Linked DNA regions of Mus musculus: region 2 is linked to region 1. A link is a contact called in public Hi-C data. All regions are on one chromosome and are shown on one strand. Each heading gives the region's core, a stretch centred on a gene start, on an enhancer-like site or on the middle of the called end of the contact. The rest is flanking DNA. Distances are from core to core; before and after follow the strand shown.

Region 1 (5,462 bases), core at 73-2,572:
AGGCTTTGCATCTGTTTTCATTGTCATAGCCATTTTTTCCTATTATGAGTGGTGCTGCTATTAACACTTTTAAATTTCTGTGTGAACATGTTTTTAGTTCTCTTTATGTATAATAGTCTCAGTGAATACAAATTGTTCTTGTTTCCAAATCTGTAATGTTGGACATTTTCTTATGATTATTGGCTACTTATGTTTATTATTTGGATTATTTTTAATTAATTACTTTATTAAGGTTATTTTAAAACCATATTTACCAAAATTAAAACATTCTCAAGATTTCTAAATACGGTATCATTAAATTATAAAATAATGATTTATCTGAAATTTCTACCAGTGTGGCAGTAGGTACAGAATTATCCTTTTAAAATATGATTATCCTACTTCTTAGACTTTTTACTGAGTGATAAATATTTTCCTTTACTGGCTTGAGATGCTTATTTATAACACTTGATTATTATATGCAAGATTATATTTATAGCATTCAGTTCTCTTCTGTTAATCTTCTGTACCAACATAATCTCTAGTTATCTAAAAAGGCAATCTTAGCTGTTAGATGTTGAGAGCAATGAAACTTGGCAGCATAAATTTTAGTACTATCTTTAAGTTCATAGATAGTTAGCCGTCTTCTAATGTGTATTGAAGGATGTAGTAAGTGAACCGGGAAAGGCCTGAGGAGTGGGGAACGTTATATTTTCATGAATAATACTTTCCCATTTATGTAGTTTGAATGTGTCAGTACTAGATAAAAGTAAAAAGAAAAACAGTAATTAAAAAAGAATTGAAGGATGAATTTGTTTTTTGTGAGACAGGCTTTTTCTATAAGCCCTGGCTGTTGTGGAACTTACTCTCTAGACCAGGCTGGTTGAGATTCACCTGCCTCTGCCCGCCAAGTACTGAGATTTAAAGCATGCCCCACCATCTTCAGACCCCTATAAATATATTTATAATTGACTTCAGCTTGTTAATAAACCCGTACTTATCATTTTTGCCAGCAGATGGCAGAAGTGCACCCTGAAAATATTTGCAATTCAAAGCTGCTCCAGCCAAACCATCACGGCAGAGCTGGTTTAGAGTTTAGAATATGTTTATAACTGTGATTGGAAAATAAAACCACCGGTGGCCTGTACATATTCAATGCTGGAATTTATCTCTAAATATGTGTCTCTAGTCCTGAGGTTTTTATGTTCCAAATTTGTATTTTCAAGTGCAAGTTTTATTCTTGCCTCAATTCCACAAACATTTCAGTATTAAACTCTTGAGTATTGAGTGTTCAGTCCCTCCCAGTGTTAGTTTCCTGCATCCTCTGGCCAAGCAGACAGCACTGTCAGTTATCTCTCATCTCAAGTGTGAACAATGAAATCTCATTTCTAAACCTTTTCCTGTTGCTTGTCATAATTCATTTGTTTGTGATTTTGGTCTCTTCAATCACAGGGTCGTCTTTTGCATCCAGCCTTTCATTTTCCGTGGAGGTCTGTCACTGATTTTGTTTGGACATCAGCTTATCTTGTTTTCTTCTCAGACTATTACTGTGCAGTGAATCTCCAGTGAATTTGTTTCCAGAATCATGCTATTTAAGTAAAGATATGGAAAAGTCATTTTTGATGCTTCCAAATTTGTACTTCAAGTTAAAATTTAAAAAACGAAATATAATTATTTCTCCCTTTCCCTCCCCCTCCCATGTGCACTCCTCAGTTGCTCCGTCTTGAAATCACGAGCGCTTTTCCTTAGTTGCTAGTGTTTTACCTACACAAGCACACACAGATGCCCAAGTATACACACAGAGTCGACTTGGTGTTACTTGAATATACTTAAAAGTTTTAACCCTTAGCTTCTAAGTAGTCAAAATTTCTCACTGAGATTTAAGTTGGGACAATGCATAGGATTGGAACTATGGGCTTGTGCATCTGAGGGCACAGAACTCTAGGGGGCGCCCGTTACTTAAATATGAGTTCTGCAGCCGTAGGTTTGTATTTCTGTGGGGCTGGTTACAGCTATGGAAAGGAATCAAGATAAAGGAAGTGGAAAATGGAAATTTAAGGAATGGGGGAAGTTAGCAATTTTAAATAGTGTGTTGGAAAAGGCCGTACTTAACATTTACACTTGAAGGGAGTTACTAAGCCTGTAAATTGTATCTGCAGGAAGGACACTCTAGGCAGCACCAAGATTACGTGAGGATGAGCTTTGATGTGTCTATCCATTTTTTTTTTTAATTTAAAGCACAGTTCAATTGTCCTACTTATACAAACCTCTCCATATCCATCCAGAATTATATTTTTGTTTATAAAGATACTTTTAAATTAATTTATTCCTTATTACATGAGAGTTTCATAGAAACCTATATTTTGAGCAACTCTACGCTCAATTTTTAATCTTTAATTCCTCCCATATTCTCTCACCATTTTCTCTCCCAACTTTATGTGTGCTTGAAAAGAAATAAAAATTAAAAAAAAACTGAGTCCTCTAAGAGCTGCTTGTGTGTCCATGGGCTTACACCATCCACTGGAGCATGGGGAGATTTCAGGGGCCGGGCCACATTTCTGAAGAAAACCGCCTCTTCCTTGGCAGCAGCACCCACAAGGTCCTTAAGTAAGGGTATGGCTCCATGAGCCCCTCCCCTGTTCATGTGCCTTATGTGGCAGAAAAGACTTTGAAGATGTGACTGAAGTTATGGGCATTGATTATTCTTAGTTATCTCTGTGTGCGCAGTTAACTCTTGTGATTTTAAAAGTGGAGAATCTTTCTGTCTGGATCAAAGAGATTAGGTGGAAGAAGGAAGAGAAATCCAAAGCAGGAGAGGCCATGGCTATATTTGAAGATGGAGGAAAGAGGTTTGAGTCAGTAAAACTAGTAACCTTTAGAACTTAGATATTGTCTTCAATTTGTACCAAAGCGGGTGTTGGTCTTCCAGTCACAGGGCAGAGTCTTGCCAGCAGCTTTAGTGAACAACTCTCCAGTTTTCTTCTGAACCACTGCACCGTGTTATCTCACCTCTTTACTTATGGCTGTTTGTTATAACAACAACAGAAGACTAATGCAGTCCCTAGTGTGTTTCAGTTTTGTTTCCTTAGTTATTTCTGCTTTATTCAACATTTCTTTAGTAACTGGCAGTCAAGGCTAAACTAAAAGGCCTCATGGTTCTAGAGAATCAGTGAACTCACATGTCTTCCTATGGCCTATGCAAGGCTTCTCTGTAGTCTTCATATGTGGGTAGAGATAAATATGTCATAGAGTGTTTATACTTTGTCTCACTAGTTCTTTAAAAGATTTCTCTGCCTCTACTCCTCCCTAGAGTACCGGTACTTCATGGTTCTTACTATTGCGTATCATACTCATTCCTTAATGCTCGCTCTGTAATTGAGACGCTCTGGTAGTGTGGTAGATACGAGGTGCTGCTGCTTTGGGTTTAGTCATTACTTATTATTTTTTGTGGATGTGGTGTGCACATACCAGGTGGTTGGTTGTAATTTTCACTTTTTTAGTTATGTTAAACCTAAGCTGTTTTCCTTGCGTATAGCAGTTATTTGAATTACTGTTACTGTGAATTGAAAATAACGAGCTACCCTTCATTGCTGCCTACTGTTTTTTTGTTGAGTAGACATTTTTATTTTGATATACTCAGATTCATTTTCTGTTTAGTTTTTTGTTTCTTTGGCCATGATTGAGAAGTCATTCTTCATTCAAAATCCAGAATACTTTGTAGTTTCAGCTGTTAGCTTTTTAAATGTTTTTTTTAATTTAATTAAAGTATAATTATACTATTAACCCCTCTGCCCTTTCTTTCTTCAACCCCTCCTATCTCCTCTCTCCAAGCCATTCTCATTCCCTCTCTAATTTGTGGCTTTTTTCTTTCATTATTATTCACACACGCATTCCCCTGTATACACACACACACACACACACACACACACACACACACACACACACCATAAATACAACCAGCTGAGACTATTCATTATTGCTTGTGAAGATGATTTCAGGGTTGACCATTTTGTATTGGATAACCAATTAGGGAAAGAATAATTCTCCTCTTAGCATTCATTAATTATTTGCAGGTTTTTTGTTTGTTTGGTTTTAGTCTGGGGTTGCCTCCCATGAGATTTACCCCTCTCATTAGCCTGTCTATTGGTGGTGTCATTGTTTAGGTCTTGTTTGTGCAGCCACATTGTTGCGGTATCATGGCTGTACCTCTTTCTGCCATTTTTTAGGAAACACAAGCTGACAGCAGCATACTTTCTGGATATCTTTTACCACCTTCTATCTCTCTTTTTAATGTTCCCTGAGCCTTAGGTGCAGGAGTTATGTGGAAGCTTTGTGTGCTGGAGTTGGGCTCCCCATGGTCTGTTGCTCTGCATTATGGCCAGTTCTAGTTGTCTGTGATGGCCTCTATTTGCCGTATGGAGAAGCTTCTTTGATGAGTACTGAGAGTTATACTTGTCTCTGTGCAGAAGAATATGTTCTCAAGTAAAGTGAAGTGCTGTAGCAGGCTCTTCTCATGACCTCCTATCACCAGGTAGTTGGCTAGGTTTCCAGTAGGAGGCATGATTTTCATCCTGTTGGAAGGACCTTAAGTCCAATTAGGCAGATGTTGATTACCACCAAGATCTGGATACTATTGTACCTTTAGGAATGTCTCATGGTGGTTGTGATTTATGCGCAGTAAAACGAAGGAGAGTGCTTTCCTACCTTGGCAGCTGTATTATGAAAGCTAGATTTCATCATGATTGGACTTGACTCTTCTAAGTCCCGTGTCTGCAGTACATGCTGTCTTCAGCAATAGTATCATCTTATCATGTCTGCTTAATAGAATTTGCTGTAGATATGGCAAAGAATTCTAGTTCATCTTTTTACACAATGTAAGCTGTTTTCCCAAGGAGCGGCTATTAAATAACTTAACCCCCCACTAGTTTTTGATCCTACCTGGATGTGATGGTCATATGTCCATTGGCCTACTTTTGAACTCATTTCTATCCTCTTCATCCACTTTCCTTTTTTCTTTTTCTTTTTCTTTTTCTTTTCCTTCCTTCCTTCCTTCCTTCCTTCCTTCCTTCCTTCCTTCCTTCCTTCCTTCCTTTCTTTCTTTCTTTCTTTCTTTCTTTTTTGGTTTTTCGAGACAGGGTTTCTCTGTGTAGCCCTGGCTGTCCTGGAACTCACTTTGTAGACCAGGCTGGCCTCGAACTCAGAAATCCGCCTGCCTCTGCCTCCTAAGTGCTGGGATTAAAGGCGTGTGCCACCACGCCCGGCTTCCTTTTTTCTTTTTAATGATTGGTTTGAAGTCCACATATAAAGTGTGGTGTCCCCCGTGCTTTCATGCTGTCAGTAAACTGGGTTCTTATTTATCCCCTTTCTACACTGCTCCCCTTCACTCCCTTAACCTCACGCTGCTCCTTATCCTCTTATTCTTTTTATGTGTCTATCGGTCACCCAATGGCTTCATTATATCATTGAGTAGAAGTGGTGAAAGT
Region 2 (5,722 bases), core at 1,772-4,271, 410 kb after region 1:
TACAGTGTGGTGTGTGCTGCCTCAAATCTTCCAGGCTCATTAGCAAAGGCTAGGAATGATGCTTCTCTGACCATGGCATACATTTATTTATGGAAAAGGATAGATTCAGAGAAACCAGGGAGGTCTCTGGGGGACAGAGACAAACATGCAGCCCTTGCTGACTTGCTCTTCCATCTTAGAGTTGGCTCAGTGTCAAAGTTGCCAGCATAGGATCAGAGGTGACAGCCATGTCATCTAAATTTGATCTCCTAAGTCCATAAAAGCCAGATGTGATGGCTTGCATTTGCAACCCCCATACTCCTTAGGCCAGAGGGGAGACAGAGACAGGAGAATCAGTGGAAGCTTGCAGGCCAGCTATCATGGAGTATGCAGGGCTACAAAAACAAGAGAGATAGTGCCTTGACAAGGTGCAAGGAGAAAACTAACTCCTAAAAGCTGTCCTCTGACCTTTACGTGTGTGTGTGTGTGTGTGTGTGTGTGTGTGTGTGTGTGTACATGTGCACACACACATACACACCACCACCACCACCACCAACAGCAGCAACAGAAAGGAGTGAGTGCATATGCAAAAAAGGAAAAGGAAATTCCAAATTTCCAAACCTGCATTCATGCCCTGGGAATATATGTTCTAAAGAAGTGAATAATTGAGATGATTAAGCAACCTCAGTACACACTCATCTGGAGAATTTTACTAAGCCTTGGAGAAGAGGGATTGTTGATTAAGTAAAAGCGCATCTACGTGGTGTCTATGTAATTAACTGTGTAACTGGTTATACACATAGGACTTCCACCTACTATTGATGAGCCATTGAATTTCTTCAATAACACAAAATGCTAATTGCCTGCCAACCAATACACTGCCTCCCTCTCTGTGGTCCAATTGCTTACTTGTGTGAATTCGTGAGGATAGACAATTTTGTCTATTCTTATCCATTTAATAAACATGACTTGCTGCTAAATGTATCTTTGTTTAGATGATTAAACTTGATTACATTTTTTTTTGTTAAATTTAGGGGATGATAGATAAATTTGCTGTAAAGGTGAAGGCAACCTTGTAAAACTACACAGTATGATAGAATGAACAGATTTTTAGACTGGGGAAAGCTGGATCCGAATCCCTGTGCTAAGCATTAGTGATATAAATGTAAGCAGCTTAGTGCTTGTCTCTCTGAGCCTGCTTCCATATGTATAGCTAAGACATAGCAATCCGCCCCATAGACACTCAATGAGATGACATGTGTAAAAGCTGGTGAACATCTCCCCTCCAAGTTAAATAAATAAATGCAGGCCCCTCTGGTTTTCTTCTCTCTAGTTGTTACCCTCTTTTTTTCAACTTCTGGCAATAAGTCTGATACACAGAGTAAAAACAGTGGAGAAGGACTTTTGACTAGGCCTGAGAGACAGCAGACCTCTGTGACAGTCCAGGTGGCAAATAGTTGAGGCTTTGCCTTCATACAGTCTCCGGTGCAATGACTTGACTTTGTCATTATAATCACAATGGCTGCATGAGCAAGTTTGCCTTCCAGTAAACATTTACTGGAAGAGCAAGCAGTAGGCTGTGTTGAGCTTGCATGATGTAACTGAACACCTGATAGTGCAGAAAGGCATTTGAGAAGTCCGTGGATGGCACAGGACATGGTATCATGGAGAGTCTTTTAAGTTAGAAACAGAGATGCTCCCAGATCTTCCCCAACACCTTGTTTTAAATGCCAGCTAGCTGGCTGACTTTACAAGTGACCTCCCCATCCCCCCCACCCCACCCCGGCTCAGAGATCATCTCTCAAAGGGCCGAGCTCAATAATCTCCAAGGAAACTGCTACTTCTTCAAACCTAGGATCCTAGGGAGACAGCAGTCCGCTGGAGAGAACCTCAAAGGTGGCCTGAGTCTTGGCATTTGATTGGCTTCCTCTTTCATGGTTGGTCAGTGAAACATAAAGAACAACAGGAGCTCTTGGGGTATTAGTGTGATTTATTTTCTGAAAGGGGGGGAAGATAACATTAGGTCAAAAGAAATGTTCTTTTTCAGAGGCAATTGGAACCGTTATTCAGTTCTAAATGTCATGTGTAATTTCATACAGTTTAAAGCCAGAGTGTGGTGTCAGTGGCAGACGACCTGAAAATTGAAGTCTTGCTTCTCCACAGCAAGCGGTGCACTGGCTGTAAACATGATATATTAATTAGAGGAGAAAGAAATCAATCGAAATTGTTTTGAAAAGGAAAGCGTCATAGAAAAGTGTTTATACAGGAATAATAAGGCCCCGTGTGTTGCAAATGGATGCATTAATATGTTGAAGAAAATACATATTCTTTCAAAATCCTTGATGTAATGAATTTTTTTAAAAAAATGCTGAACTCAGAATTTAGAGAATGAGTTTATTATTCAGGTGCTGTTGTGAGGTGACCCAAGTCCTTCTCCCTCCTGGCTCAAATCAGCTCTTCCCAGAAAACATAGTAAGTCTTACTATCCTTGCTGGGTGTCGGGCACATTACTGAGTGTAACATCTCACCAAATTTCTGATGGTATTGCAGTTTTAGGAATGAGGAAACTGAAGCACAGAGAAGCTTGTTCCAGAAGCAGACTTGAACGCAGGTCTTTGCTGCACAGTACATCAGCATGTTTTCTCTACTGGGCTCTTTGGATCAACCGTTCCTAATGAGCTTGAAGCAGAGCTGGTGCCTAAACCTTCCTTTCCTCCTACTTCATCTTGGCTGTCTTTCAGAAACCTGAGTGATCAAAACACAAAGAGAGAGAGAGAGAGCACGACAGCTATAGATTTTTTTCTATCTCTGAAAAGCAAATGAATGGAGACTTTCCAGATTATCCCAATTTATGATAATGACTCATTCCTCTGTATTCAGATATGTGGTTTTTAATAATACATCACACATGGGTGAATAATTTACCTTGGCTTTCCAGCTAGATTTTAACATTCTTATGAATAGAGAACATATGTCTTACTCCTTCGCTTATCTACCACAGTAATTAGTAGTCAGCCTGTCAATAGCACACAGCTTCCTGGAGAACACGTCATGCCAGCTGGGTGCGCTAGGGTGTGTCTGTGATTCCTGCACTTGGAAACAAAGGCAGGAAGATGGCTGCAGGTTCAAGGCCAGCCTGGTCTACACAGGCTAGCAAGGGTTAAAGAATGAGACCTCATCGTATGTGTGTGTATAAATATGCATAGATACATATGAGTGTATGTGTATACATATATGTGTGTGCACGCGTCTGTGTGTGTATATTGAATGAGGAGATGAAGGACCTAGACCAGGAATTCCTCAAGACTGATCCAAGGCAGAACACCACAAGTCTCTATAGCTTCTTTGGAGGAAATAATTTGCTTTCAAAGTAGAGCCAACAAACTCCATGCAAGATGTTCCTGGTTCATTTGGGTGTCCCCTAGGTGAGTCCCTTGCAATGCCACGCTTCTCCAGCTTCAGTAACTTGTGTGTGACCACTGTTCTTTCTATCCTATTTATATAGGCTCTGCTCTGTCATTTACTTAAACATTCTCTGAGTGAACTCAGCACTTTTACTTAAAGGAATTATTTAAATTGCTAATAATAATATCTCATGCAATACAAGCAGCGTGTATGTTGCTTGTGTCTATGTATATTATTCAGGAAGTTAATAACAGCAACAGCAATAACAACAAAACAAATAGATGCACTGTGTTTTTTTCTGAACGCTTTCAGTCTTTGATTGCCTGTGTGGAAGAGGTAGAGAGTCAGCTACACACACACACACACACACACACACACACACAAAACAAACCCTACTCTCACTTATAAGTCCTCGTTTGGCAGAACTTGCCCCCCCCACTCCCATTCTGTGTTGAAGAGCTTATGGAACTGCACTGAAGGGTCAAGGCATTTATTTATACACCAACTCCAGTGAGTGGGTAGCTGTGGGCAGCTGAGTTTGGGCACTGTCTCTTCCCTGGCACTCGAGGCTGCACCAAGAGCTTTCCCTATCTGTGAGCTTGAGTATTGGGATGGGATGGAGATGCAGTAGAGCCTAGATATCACAATATCCATCCCCCCCCCCATCAAAGAACTGTGATAGGGTACAGCCCATAACCACCTAGCACACCGCTGTCACTAAAGTCTTGTTGTTGGCTGGGATGTAACTCTTGCCATAAAGCTCTTTGCAACCATTCTCGACTGCTTTCCTCCAATGAAATGCCTACTACTAGTGAAGGGGTATACAAGTAGAAAAATAATTTTGCCGGAAAATATGCATACATTTTTCTATCATCTACACTACAAAGGCAGCCCTCGTTGAATGAGGGGGGGGGAACCCACTGGCCATTAATTCAGCTTAAACCAATGAATGACTTCTTGCATGTCTGTGTGGCTCAACCATGAAATCCTAGAGAACTTCCAGAGAGCCATGACCCGGAACACCCTGCTCCTCTTCAGAACACTATTTATAGTGTGTCCCGTGTGCAGCCGACTTTAAAGTTTTCGTCTCCAATGTTCCTCAGCCTGTGTAGATGGCATTTATGCAATTCAGAAAAAGACGCTTTGACAAGATTAGTCAGCAGCAAGGTCCTCTGACGCAGCTCCATCTAGTTAAAAATAGAAAGAGGATGCTTTGCCTAAGTCATCGTGCTGGGTGGCATTAGAGAACTGACCACAGTTTTGGTTCCCACATCCTGTTCTTTTATCCAGAAATAGACGAAAACTCTGTCCCTGGATTTTCGACAAGACCTTTTGCTTCTGTGACCTTGGCTTTCTTCTCATTCTTCTTGTTCTGTGTTCTTCTGCCCACTTTCCTCCCTGCACTCTGTAATATAAAATCTCAACTGTCAGCCAGGGGCTCTAGAGTCTGTTCTGACCTCTACTCTGTCTCCCCACCCAACCCCTGGTCCCAGGGGTTGCAAACTCTAGGCCAAATTGACAGTGTGACCTAAAGTCTGGCAGGTGTGTGAGGCAGCCCACTTATATCTCATCTGCAGGATGAGGAAGCTCCTACTGCATTTCCTACAGAGCCACTGGCTTTTTCCAGAACATTCAAAGACGCAGGTTATTATGGGAACTCATCTAATTATTAATGTTAGAAATAAAATTGTATTTTACTGTGTTTTAAAATAAAGTAGAACCCAGAGCATGAACTTTAGTTTGTAGATTCTGCTCCAGTGTTTTTTGGAGATTTTGTATGTTGAGAAAATGGGACTCTACAAAATCTAGAAGTTCTAGGTGAAACTGTCTGCCTTTTCTCATTCTTGACTTATGATACTAAAAGGGTATGAGTCTATAACAGAAGCCCTGGAATCCGATTTACCACTGGCTCTGTGTAGCTATAGAACTTCATACTAACTGCTTCAGTGGCAATGACCTTCAGACATCTACAAACCTCCATCGGCCTGTCTTTCTCATCTTAGAGACTGACTCCCCACAGCAGTTGATGGTCCATATATTTTTTTCATTTTCTCACATTAGAGGGCAGCTTTGTTGGCGGCCTGTTTTGTGTAAACCCCAAGCAGTAACATTGATGAAGCACTCAGAAAGTCTCCTTCCCTTGGGGCAACTATCATCATTCCTAGCACCTGCTACTTTCTGTTTCCATCTCTGCTACAGCATCTCAGTCCTCTGACCCTTTTCTCTATAAACAAAACAACAACAACTGTAGGACTATGAAAGGCAGCCTGATTTCTGGTTGAGCTAGGTTGGAAACCTGGAGACCCTGCAGTGGATAACCCTGCCACACTCCTTAACA

The links. A called contact is a pair of places that touch in the nucleus more often than the background predicts.
Region 2: a Hi-C map of cortical neurons shows a contact between it and region 1. The contact joins two enhancer-like sites. A contact is called at or near these places in 1 of 39 promoter capture datasets (the 3T3-L1 cell line), 3 of 484 Hi-C or Micro-C datasets (bone marrow-derived macrophages, cerebellar granule neurons and cortical neurons) and 3 of 115 datasets of contacts at active chromatin or transcription factors (the NIH/3T3 cell line and embryonic stem cells).

Annotation. Positions count from the first base shown.
Region 1 is chr15:39,360,294-39,365,755 of GRCm38.p6, forward strand. The region is part of intron 5 of Rims2 (regulating synaptic membrane exocytosis 2); the gene reads left to right. Among named protein-coding and RNA genes, the nearest start is that of Rims2, 160 kb to the left of the region's middle. Within about 2 kb of position 1,323, at least 10 of the 459 cell types and tissues checked have an H3K27ac peak or open chromatin away from gene starts, as enhancers often do. A contact at or near this core is called in cortical neurons, where this site is marked.
Region 2 is chr15:39,766,535-39,772,256 of GRCm38.p6, forward strand. It overlaps a transcript of Dpys not described here. Among named protein-coding and RNA genes, the nearest start is that of Dcstamp, 23 kb to the left of the region's middle. Within about 2 kb of position 3,022, at least 17 of the 459 cell types and tissues checked have an H3K27ac peak or open chromatin away from gene starts, as enhancers often do. A contact at or near this core is called in cortical neurons, where this site is marked.